2 separate regions of the Pan troglodytes genome follow, and region 1 is linked to region 2. Evidence: chromatin contacts called from public HiChIP or PLAC-seq data. All regions are on one chromosome and are shown on one strand. The core of a region is the stretch at or near the end of the contact, and the rest is flanking DNA. Distances in the headings are between cores, read along the strand shown. Region 1 holds the start of RTRAF (RNA transcription, translation and transport factor). Region 2 holds the start of FRMD6 (FERM domain containing 6).

Evidence for each region. HiChIP or PLAC-seq counts read pairs in DNA pulled down with a chosen protein or histone mark.
Region 1: an H3K4me3 HiChIP or PLAC-seq map of stem cell-derived excitatory neurons shows a contact between it and region 2, with 8 times the contacts expected there. The contact joins the promoter of RTRAF here to the promoter of FRMD6 in region 2. A contact is called at or near these places in 1 of 7 Hi-C or Micro-C datasets (stem cell-derived neural progenitor cells) and 1 of 1 datasets of contacts at active chromatin or transcription factors (stem cell-derived excitatory neurons).

The regions. Positions count from the first base shown.
Region 1 is chr15:49,996,383-50,001,483 of NHGRI_mPanTro3-v2.0_pri, reverse strand. It overlaps RTRAF (RNA transcription, translation and transport factor), which reads right to left and starts at 1,531. Exons shown (of 8, transcript NM_001246406.1): 1 at 1,348-1,531. The coding sequence starts at 1,408.
Region 2 is chr15:49,663,419-49,668,543 of NHGRI_mPanTro3-v2.0_pri, reverse strand. FRMD6 (FERM domain containing 6) reads right to left here and starts at 1,685. Exons shown (of 14, transcript XM_001157785.7): 1 at 1,527-1,685.

The DNA.
Region 1 (5,101 bases), core at 282-2,781, 330 kb before region 2:
AAAATGAGGGTGCTAATAGAACTTACCTCATAGAGTTATGAAGATTAAAAGAAGTTGTTTTATTTAAGAAGTTTCTTAAATAAAATAAATACGGATAAAAACACTGCCTGGCACATAGTTTTGCTATTTAAGTGTTACATATTAATATTCCAGTTCCTTTGCGGACAGAAAGGGGAAGGAGGGCAAGGTTAAATTTATAGCAAAGTAATAAAGTAAAATATATAACAAAATAATAAGTAAAAGAAATTAAATGACAAAAAAGACACTGTGACAACTGTTGTCATGGAATGTTAACTGCACATTAAGTGCATAATTGTTTCGTTTAATCCTCCCCATACCTCTTTTGAGGTAGGTAATATCCCATTTTACAGATAAGAACATTGAGACTCAAAGATTCCAATCCAGAACAAGGCTCTATTGTCACTGATACTTTTTTGTTAAAGTAGAAAAACAATAGATTATAATTTGATATGCTTCTACAGGCGATCAACAAAACACTGTCATCCTGCTTAAAAATTATTTTCAATTTGTGAGTCAAATTCAAGCTTCCATTATAGGGTCTTGAGAATTACACAGTGGTCTGAGTATCACAAATTATACTTGATCACTTTCAAACTTACCAGTCTATCACAGGCCACAACTATACAAAGGAAACGAGTAGTGGTGGGTAGCAGTTTAGTTACAGTGAGTAGCAACGTTATTACTTTTTAAAATTCTAATGCTGTAAAATCCCAAATACCTTTGTATTCACAATTCAACCCTCCCACTCATCTGCTATTAACTTTTTTGCAACACCACATAACACAACTAGCCCGTTACTACACGCGCTTACCCTCCCACTGTGATCGGTCCTGATTTCATTGTGTACTGTCTCAAACTGCTCAGTGGGTTCTGATTGCTTCCACCCCTCGTCCCTTTAGCTCCTGGCAGGCAGTGAACTAGTCTTCAAGTTACTCAGCACCTTCCTCAGAATCCAGCACCGCGCTGGCCCATAATTAGCAGGTGCTCAAGGTATCGCCTAATTACCCAGGGAACCATGGAGTTGAATAGTGAGTGAGAAAGACGAATGCTCTCCCTTTTATGTACAGAGAAGGTAGTTACGTGGTGCTTGGAGTTAAGCAAGTGCAGAAAGTAACATGCCGAGACAGGAGTAGGTGAGAGGGCTTTAAAGGCGGGAAGGGGCGGCGAAGAGCCGAGGTACGTGGCGACCCAGAGGAGAGGGGCCCGGAGGCTGCCGGCGGAAACCAGGCCGCCGAGGGTCCCGGCGGGGAGGTGGGGTGCGGGCACTGAGGCTGGGACCTCCGCCCAGGTCAGGGACACGCGGCCGGGCCGAGGCCGCCGCCTCACCTTTGCAGTTGAAGCCGGCGGGGTTGTGGTAGTCGAGAGCCGTCAACTTGCGTCGGAACATGGTCCCCGCTTCTCGCTCTGGTCCCCCGGGCCTCGGCCGGGAGAGAAGAAGCGAGGTGGAGCGGGAGGCGCAGGCACCGGCGACGCGGCGAGAGGGCGGGCAGGCGCTGAGACGCTCCGAAATGACGGCGGCCTTCCCCAATCGTGGCTTAAAAGCGGTGGCCGCCGGCAAATGCCCACCAATCGCGGCTCCGGCTGGGGAGGCGGGGCCACGTCGGCGCACGTCGACGCTCAAATAAACTTTATTGTCAGCTTCCTGGTTGTACAATAGGCAGAAAACCACTGGGAAGCCACTTTCCTTTCTTTCTTGCTATAGCATGCAGAGAATAGTATATGTAGGCTTTTGGTATTCGCTGTACCTCCCGTTGGATTACAGAATTACTGTTTAGTGTTTTGAGTGCATTCATTCATTTTATTACTCCTCCTACATAACAGGTGCTCTTCTAACACTGGTAATACAAAGACTACAAAGCAAGGTCCCTATAGTAAGATGCTTTCAGACTAGTTGGGAGTGATCCACAGGTAAACATACAATTGTTAATACGATGCGATCGTTCCAGATATCCTCAGCCAGAGTGAAATCTGAAGCCGAGATCGTCCCTCACTCCCCCTCACCCTCGGTCACAGCATCCAGTAGGTCACCAATTCCTGCCATTCTGTCTCTCCTAACTCTCAAATCCCTCACCTCCTTTCGGACCCCACTGATACAGCCACAGATCAGATCCTCATCACTTTTGCTTACTCTAATTATCTGATTGATTTCTTAGGGCCAGTCCTGCCTTCTCCAAACCATTCCTCCATACAGCGATGAGAGAGATTTTTCTAAAGCAAAAACCTGTACATAACTTTCTCTGCTTATGTTTTAGTGGTTCCTGGTTACCCCCTAGAAATAATCAAAACTCCTTATTGTATTTAAGATCTTTCCTGATCCAGTCTCTACTTGCTTTTCAGACAGTGGAGAGAGAGCAGTGAACAAGACAGACCAGGCCCCTATTTTCATGGAGTTTAAAAGGCTAATGAGGGAAACAATAAACAGATAAGTATAAACTAAGGCTTGAAGATGGTGAGGCATTCACCATGCAGTCAAAAGGGTAACCTAGTTTGAGGGAAGAGGATGTATAAAGGCAAGAAATGAGCAACAGCATGGCCCAGAGGGACTAGAGCTTATAGGGGCTGGAGGGTGAGAGGGAATGACAGCGGATAAGACTATAGACAAAGGCAGGAGTCTGATAAGGAAAAGCCTCTCATGGCAAGCTAAGGGAAGCTATTGAAATTCTTGGGGGTAAGCCAACTATGTATGTTTCATTTCATTTCATTAATTAAGATTTTAATTAAACACTTAGGATCTGAGGAGCATACAAATGAGTAAACTATAGTCTATTTTCAGGAAGCTTAAGTATAATGACAAATATAGATGTGTAAATAAATACTTATAATCTGGAGTTAGAAAGAGTAAGTGAATTACAAGAAATATAAAATGTACTACAAAGAAGTACAGGCCAGGTGCAGAGGCTCATGCCTGTAGTCCCAGCACTTTGGGAGGCTGAGGTGGGAGGGTAGTTCAAGCCCAGGAGTTTGAGACCAGCCTAGGCAACATAGTGAGACTTTGTCTCTATGAAAACTAAAAAAAAAAAAAGAAAGAAAGAAAAATTAGCCTGGAATGCTCGTGTGTGCCTGTGGACCCAGCTACTCAGGAGGCTGAGGTGGGAGGATCACTTGAGCCTGCAAGGTTGAGGCTGCAGTGAGCCATGATCACACCAACCTGGGCAACATGTAAGACCCCATCTCAAAAATAATAATAATAAAAAGAAGTACAGAGGCTAGAATACAGCTTTAGTTTTAAGGGGGCACTGTAAGATAATCTGTATTTTTCAATTAAGGTGCTTATAGAGTGAATCAAGAAAATCAGTTCGAGAGTGTCTCATTTCCAACAAAATTTGATCAAAGATATGGCTATAATCTCATATTGTAGTGCATGCTAGTTGTATAATTAATGAAATACTAACCAAAAAATGAAAGAATGAACCAATCATGGAAGGGAAAATAATAAGTACTTACATATAAATAATAAATTAAAAAGGGGGAAAAATACAATTGCAGACCATGAATTTCTTTAAAAAAATAAGGAAAAACATCTCTTACCATTTGTTTTCTGAAATTGACCTTTCAAGGCAGAAAATGAAGTTGTTTGCTCCTGGCCTAGTCTTTCCACTTCAGGGTCCCCATTGTCAGCAACTTAAGACTGTCCCTAGTCATCAGCCCTGGCCACCACCAGGAGTGGGGAGGTTGGAGGAAGATTCAGATGATGCAGAATGCTAAAGTATCAGGGGATACTTGAGCAGGGGATAAAGCAAACTTTGGGAAAGAAGTATAAAATAAATATTAATCCATTTTTTATGTTAAAACCCAGTTATCTTTTTTTTTCTCTGAATTTGAAGGAGTTCTTTGACCTATTCTGAATGGAGTGTCCAACAGTAAGTGAATCTTACATAATTCCATTTCTGAAGACCAAGCCCTCTGTATACTTCAAGAAAAGGAAACCAACTTTTTTGTGTGTGTGTTTTCATAAGTACCGAGTGTTTAGCTCCCACTTATAAGTGAGAACCTGTGGTATTTGGTTGTCTGTTCCTGTGTTAATTTGCTTAGGATAATGGCCTCCAGCTGCATCCATATTGCTGCAAATTTGGACATAATATTTGTTCTTTTTATGGCTGCATAGTATTCCGTGGGGTATATGTACCATATTTTCTTTATCCAGTCAGCCTCTGATGGGCATCTAGGTTGATTCCATGTCTTTGCTATTGTGAACAGTGCTGCAATGAACATGAGAATGCATGTGTCTTTTTGGTGGAAGGATCTGGAAATCAACTTTTATTATCAAATGACCTGAACTCCAATCTAATGGTTGATCATAGGTTTGACAGGCTATTAATTCATCTGTTGAATTGTTCAGTAAAGTGTTTAGAGTGTCAATTACATGCCAGGCAATCTTGTAGGCATTTTGGAGTCATCTGAGAGCTTAAACACAACAACCCTGACCTCAGGGAGCTTATCATTGGGCAAGGGAAGACAAACAGTACAATAATAAATAAATACATTATTTACTATTCAGAAGGTTCTAAGTACTATAGGAAAATTATAACAAGGTAAGTGGGGTAACAAATAGCGGTGGGGATATAATGGGTGTTGCAGTTTTAGACAAGATGGTCAGGTTGGGCCTCATTGAGACAGTGAAGTGTAAGGAAAGCCTAGAAGGAGGTAAGGAAGTTAGCCACACAAATATCTGGGGAAAGAGATTTCTAGATGGAGTACTCAAAAAAAAAAACCAAGATAAGAATGGTTTTTATATTTTTAAATGGTTGAAAAATCAAAAGAATAATAATATTTTATGACATGTGAAAGCTATATAAAATTCAAATTTCAGTGTACATAAATAAAGTTGTATTGGAACACAGCCATGCCCATTTGCTAACTGGCTGCTTTGGTGCTACAAGGGCAGAGTTGAATAAATGCAACATAGACCACATGACTCACAAAACCTAAAATATTTGCAAGGGCATATATGGTTGCAGAAATGTAGAGGTGGCCATTTCAACGGTATTGCCAGGGCAACACATTATCAAGAAAGGCAACCAGTCAGAGGTACAAGTTGCTCTTTGAAGGACAGTTTCACAACTTGTAACAACTTTTAAAG
Region 2 (5,125 bases), core at 436-2,935:
ACCTAAATTCATGCACTGCTCTAAGAAGGAAACCCAAAAGTCACAAGCCTTTTTAATGACAGATGTATTACGGAAAATTTTCCCCACAAAGTTTTGATGCTGTGAAATATCAACTCCCTGAAATCACAGAAAGGAAATGACTTACATTCTTGGAAAATGAAGCCACTAGCAGCTTTCTCCAACAGCATTTTGTAAACCCCAAACTACACCCTGTGGCAAGAGGGAGTATTTCGTGCAAAAACTAAATTTAAATAGATGCTTATAAAACCAATAAATAAACATTGCCCGGTCCCAGAGAAGAACAGAAGGGAATCATACTCGGAAAATCCAGCAAGAGATACTTTTTCTCCACATTCAGAAATGCTGGAGAGCACAGGCTGGAAGTCAGAAGCAACCTGAGAACGCTTGCTGAAGTTTTCCTTCCCTGCTGTGAGCAATGCACAGCTCCTGAGGGAAATACTGGCAAAACAGATTTTGCTTAAAAAAATTAAAATGAAAAGGTGTTAAGGGGGAAAACGAGCTAATATTTCTTTGGACACTAGCTACACAACTACACGGCCTGAAAATCTGCCAGCTTTCAACTTTAAAATATGCTTATTTTGACATTTTCCCATCTATTCGTGCCTTTAAGAAAACGCCCGCACCATTAGGTTATGCTGTCCCAGGACTCGCGGTGTTGTTTTAATCTCTGTAGACTTTACACTTACACGGGTGGACCGCAGCTGTCCATACCTGACAGTGCCTGGCCCTCCCGGAGCCGAATCCGGTGCTCCTGTTCGCCTGGGGCTCCGTCAGCGCGCCGCAAGCTCCTCCAGAAACCCAAATTCTGCAGGCCGCACCCCCAACTCGTATCTCACCCAGGCCCCCGTCTGGCGCCGATCTGCCCCAGCTCAACCTCCGGCTCCGCAGACTAGGCACTTTCCGGGACGCGGAGCAGACCCTGCGCTCGGGTCCCTTCCCGCAGCCGGGCTGTCCGGCCTCTGCGCGCGCACAACAGGCGGCACGGCGCAGCGCCCGGGAGCGCGGGACTCGAGTGCTAGTCCCGGCGCCCAGCCACAGCGACACAGACCTGGGTGCCGGGGCCCGCCAGGGAGCCCTGTGATCCGGGGACCTCCGCGATGCAGAGAACCAGGCACCGCGCACGGAGCCCAGGCGCGCAGTCTGCAGCCAGGACCAGCCTCCCGCCCCCGCCGCTGAAGCCGCCCCGAGCTCCACGCCTCCCCCGCTGCCGGGCTCAGCTGCCCTAGGGCCTCGTCCGCCCGTCCCAGAGTGGGCGAGCTCCGACTCACGGAGAAGCGACCTTACCGCCGGCGCCCGACACCCAGAGCTAAGGGAGCGAGAAGAAGGCGAAGAAAGAGGCGGAGAGCGGCGCACTGCCTTCGCTGGGACTCGCGACTTCCAGAAACCCTCCCGAAACCCAGTCCCGCCGCCGCCCCGCCGGCAGGGGGCACAGCGGGCGTCCGGGGCGCGGCGGCTGAGCGATGGGGCGAGCGGAAAGGGCCCAGACGCCTGGTTCTTGTTCATACCTCGGAGAAAGTCTTGAGCACCAGGCGTTGGGCTCTCTGGTCAGCCCTCTGAGTCTTCCTACCGGCGCCGAGCCTGCCCCACTCCTCTCAGCCCCTTGGCCCCGCCAGCCAGAGGAGCGCTCCGCGTCCGCCCCGCCCCCCACCCACGCCTCCCGACCCGACCCGCCCCCCGAATCCCCGCCCCCTGAGACCCCGCCCCCGACCCGCCCCAACTGGCCGCGGCGGCAGCCGAGCCGCGGGAGCTGCGCGCTGAGCTCGCGGCAGTACGGGGAGCGCCCGCCCGCCCCGCCCTGGACCCAACCAAGAGTCCCGCGGAGGGGTGCGGCCACTTGGGGGCAGGAGAAAGCGGAGTACGCCACCCCTCTAGGGACCCAGGAAGCGAGGCGAGCCTCAGGTGGACGCGGTGGTGTGGACCACGGCGATCAGGGCCTTTCCCCCTGCTGTGGAGACGGAGGTGCCAGGGGACGCCGGCGGCTCCCCACCTTCTGGCCGAGTGGCCTTCTCCGCCTCCGGCTGGACTCCCTCGGGGCGCTCCCTCCAGAGCCTAGTCGGGCTGGCCGGGGGCGGCTGTTTGGCCTGAGTGTCGTCTTACTAAAGCGGAACGCCGGAGGGGAGGCCACTCCGAGAGGAGGCGGTCCCCGGCGGAGGAGGCTTCGTGAATCCTGCAGCCCCCTGCCCGCCCGCCACTCGAGACGCCGCGCCTCGTGGGTTTCACGCTGGATGGAGGGGGCGCCGCCGAGGATGCCCAGCCTCCCCCGCTAACTCTACCTCTCCAGTTCGTCAGGTAGACACAGCCTCTGTCTGCTGTGGTTTTAGTGCCCGTGGCCCCTCAGAAATTATTTTTGTCCCCTCCCGATAGTGGCTTTGGGGGATGGAGGGCGAGAGATGCAAAGGGCCAGTGGAAGATTTTTTATAGCACAAGGAATCAAGCCAGGAGATGGAGGTTTCATTGCCACCTCGGGGTCTGGGGAGGGGGCGAGCCACACCTCTCCGGTCAGTCTGCGCCCACCAGGACCTGCTGCTGGGAACCGCACACGAAAGGAGAGACACCCAGCACCTGGCCCCTGGACCCGCAGGGCGTCAACCTCCTGGGCTTCTGCCTTTCTAGGTTTCCTCTGACTTTGCTGACCCAATGACCCCTGGCCACGGGTGGCAAAAACGCCCTCACTGAGCCCTTCGCTAAAGGAGTGCCGGGGTTTATGTGTCTGGCTTTTAAAATGGGATGAGGAGACAAGGAAACAGGACCTGAGAAAGGACACTATCCAAAATCTGATGCTCTCAGAAGTCAACTTTTAAAACTGCCCTGCTCTTTTCATCCAAAGATGAATATATGAAGCCAGCTGTTACTGGTTGAAAGTGTGCCTCTTGTTTGCATGGCAAAGGAATTCAGTTTTGTGTTTATTTACAGCTGAAGCTCTCTTGAAATAATTGTCTCAGTCACAGCTTTTACATTTTGGGGAACCATGCCATTAGAACTGAATATTAGGAACTGTGATCTTTTGTCTTTTCACAATTGACAATACATTCAGAACTTATTTCTGATAAAGCTGGTCAGTTTCTAAGGATACTGTACTTATGATTTAAAGTCATAACTCCATGATGCAAAAGAGAACAAGAAATATGTTTCAATGACTGCCTTTTAAATTAGCGGTACTCCAGCACTTTGGGAGGCCGAGGTGACAGGATCGTTTGAGGCCGGGAGTTCAAGACAGCCTGGGCATCATAGCCAGACCTTGTTTCTACTAAAAATAAAAAATAAATAAATTTTCCGGGCATGGTGGCCCATGCCTGTAGCCCCAGCTACTCAGGAGGCTGAGGTGGGAGGATGGCTTGGGCCTAGGAGGTTGAGGCCACAGTGAATTATGATTACACCACGGGACTCCAGCCTGGGTGACAGAGTGAGACCCTGTCTGAAAAAGAAAAAAAAAATGTAGCTGTACTTAATGTACTAAAATTAAAAATTGGACAACAATAGTTGAGGACAGTGTAGGCATTTAAAGGTAGAGGATTGCACTTTTTTTCTCATTTTTGTCTTTTATATGCATCAGAATGAGTGCATATTGAATACTACTTGGTAAGGTCTTAAATTAATTTGGTACCTACTGAGATAATCCGGCATTTCATGTGTAAAGATAAATTAGATAAATGAATAATATATCACTATCTTGGAAAACAGTTCCTAAATCTGATTTATTTTCAGGTTTCATGAATCAAAATCTAACAGATAAACAACAACATATTGGTAGGCTGTGAAACATTGCTGCAAATATAATTAGGTAAAACAAAAAGCAAAATATTTTGAACAGTTTAAAAAAAAAAAAGTGTGTTTAAGAGTGGGCTTATTGTCCAGAATTATATTGTAGGAAAATTCACTATGTGAATATTTTCTGAATCATAGTGATAATATTAACAGTATAAATACCACATTAAACAGAGACTCTTAGTTAAAATATTTTGCAAACTAAGTATTTTAAACTCTTAAAATCAGTTATATGAACTCCTGTAACATCATCAAATTCTGAAAGGACTGATTGGGGAAGTAATACATAATCTAGTAAAGATGGAAGGGGAGCTGAGAAAGGATGTGTTGTTCTAGATATTTCTTATCACAGAAAACGTTTTTCTGTGCTTATTACAATAAAGAACGCAACTGTGTGGGTAATAATTCAAAGTTACATTTTATGTTTCTTCTTAATGTTGGGATGTTTTATTTTCACTAATATGATGAGATGTTTTTCTAAATATGGGACATTGCCCACCAGGGAAACATTATTTTAAACACATCCTAAGCAATTACTTTTTCCATGGCATTTAAATATTAACACAACTCTACATTTTTGCTTTTGTTTTTCTTAGGAACAGGTTATTCATTCTATGAATTTATTGGGTTCTCCCATGCACCAGGCAAAGGGTTAGATTCAGAGATTCAAAAATAAAAATACTCCTTAATCTTATAGCAGATTAGGGGAACAGACACGTGAGTTAACAGTTACAACATAGTTAGTTCGTGCTATGGTAGAGATACGCAGGAAGAATAGTGAGAAGGCCTAGGGAGGGAGAGCATCAAACATCCCCTGTGAACTGAGAAGGGAAGGATAAACAGAAGTTTGCCTGAGAACAAGTTGGTTGAGACAGTGCTCTCAAACTTGCAAGCACGTTGGAATTACCTAGAAACTTTCAAAAACTATTGATGCCTGTGTCTCAGGCATATAATTTAATTGGTCTGTGGTATGGCTTGGGCTTTGGAATGTTTTAAATATCCCCAGGTTATTTTAAGTGTAGGCATATGGCAGAGGACACAGAGTGAACAAGCACACAGAGCCATGCTTTTAAAGCATGATGGCCATAGCCTTATTTTGAGAGGTGTAAACTTTGGTAGGTGGTATTTGTACATTTTGGTGTAAAGAACACAGTAATATAGAAAATGAGATAAGAACTGCTGTAATTCACATTCCTTTACAGGTATTTTCTAGACACCAGGATAGTATGTTGACAATTAAGATTAGCATATTAGAAGAAAAAAAATATTTTTATCTTTTGTATAATTCAGGCTTATTGGCTGGGCGCGGTGGCTCATGCCTGTAATCCCAGCACTTTGG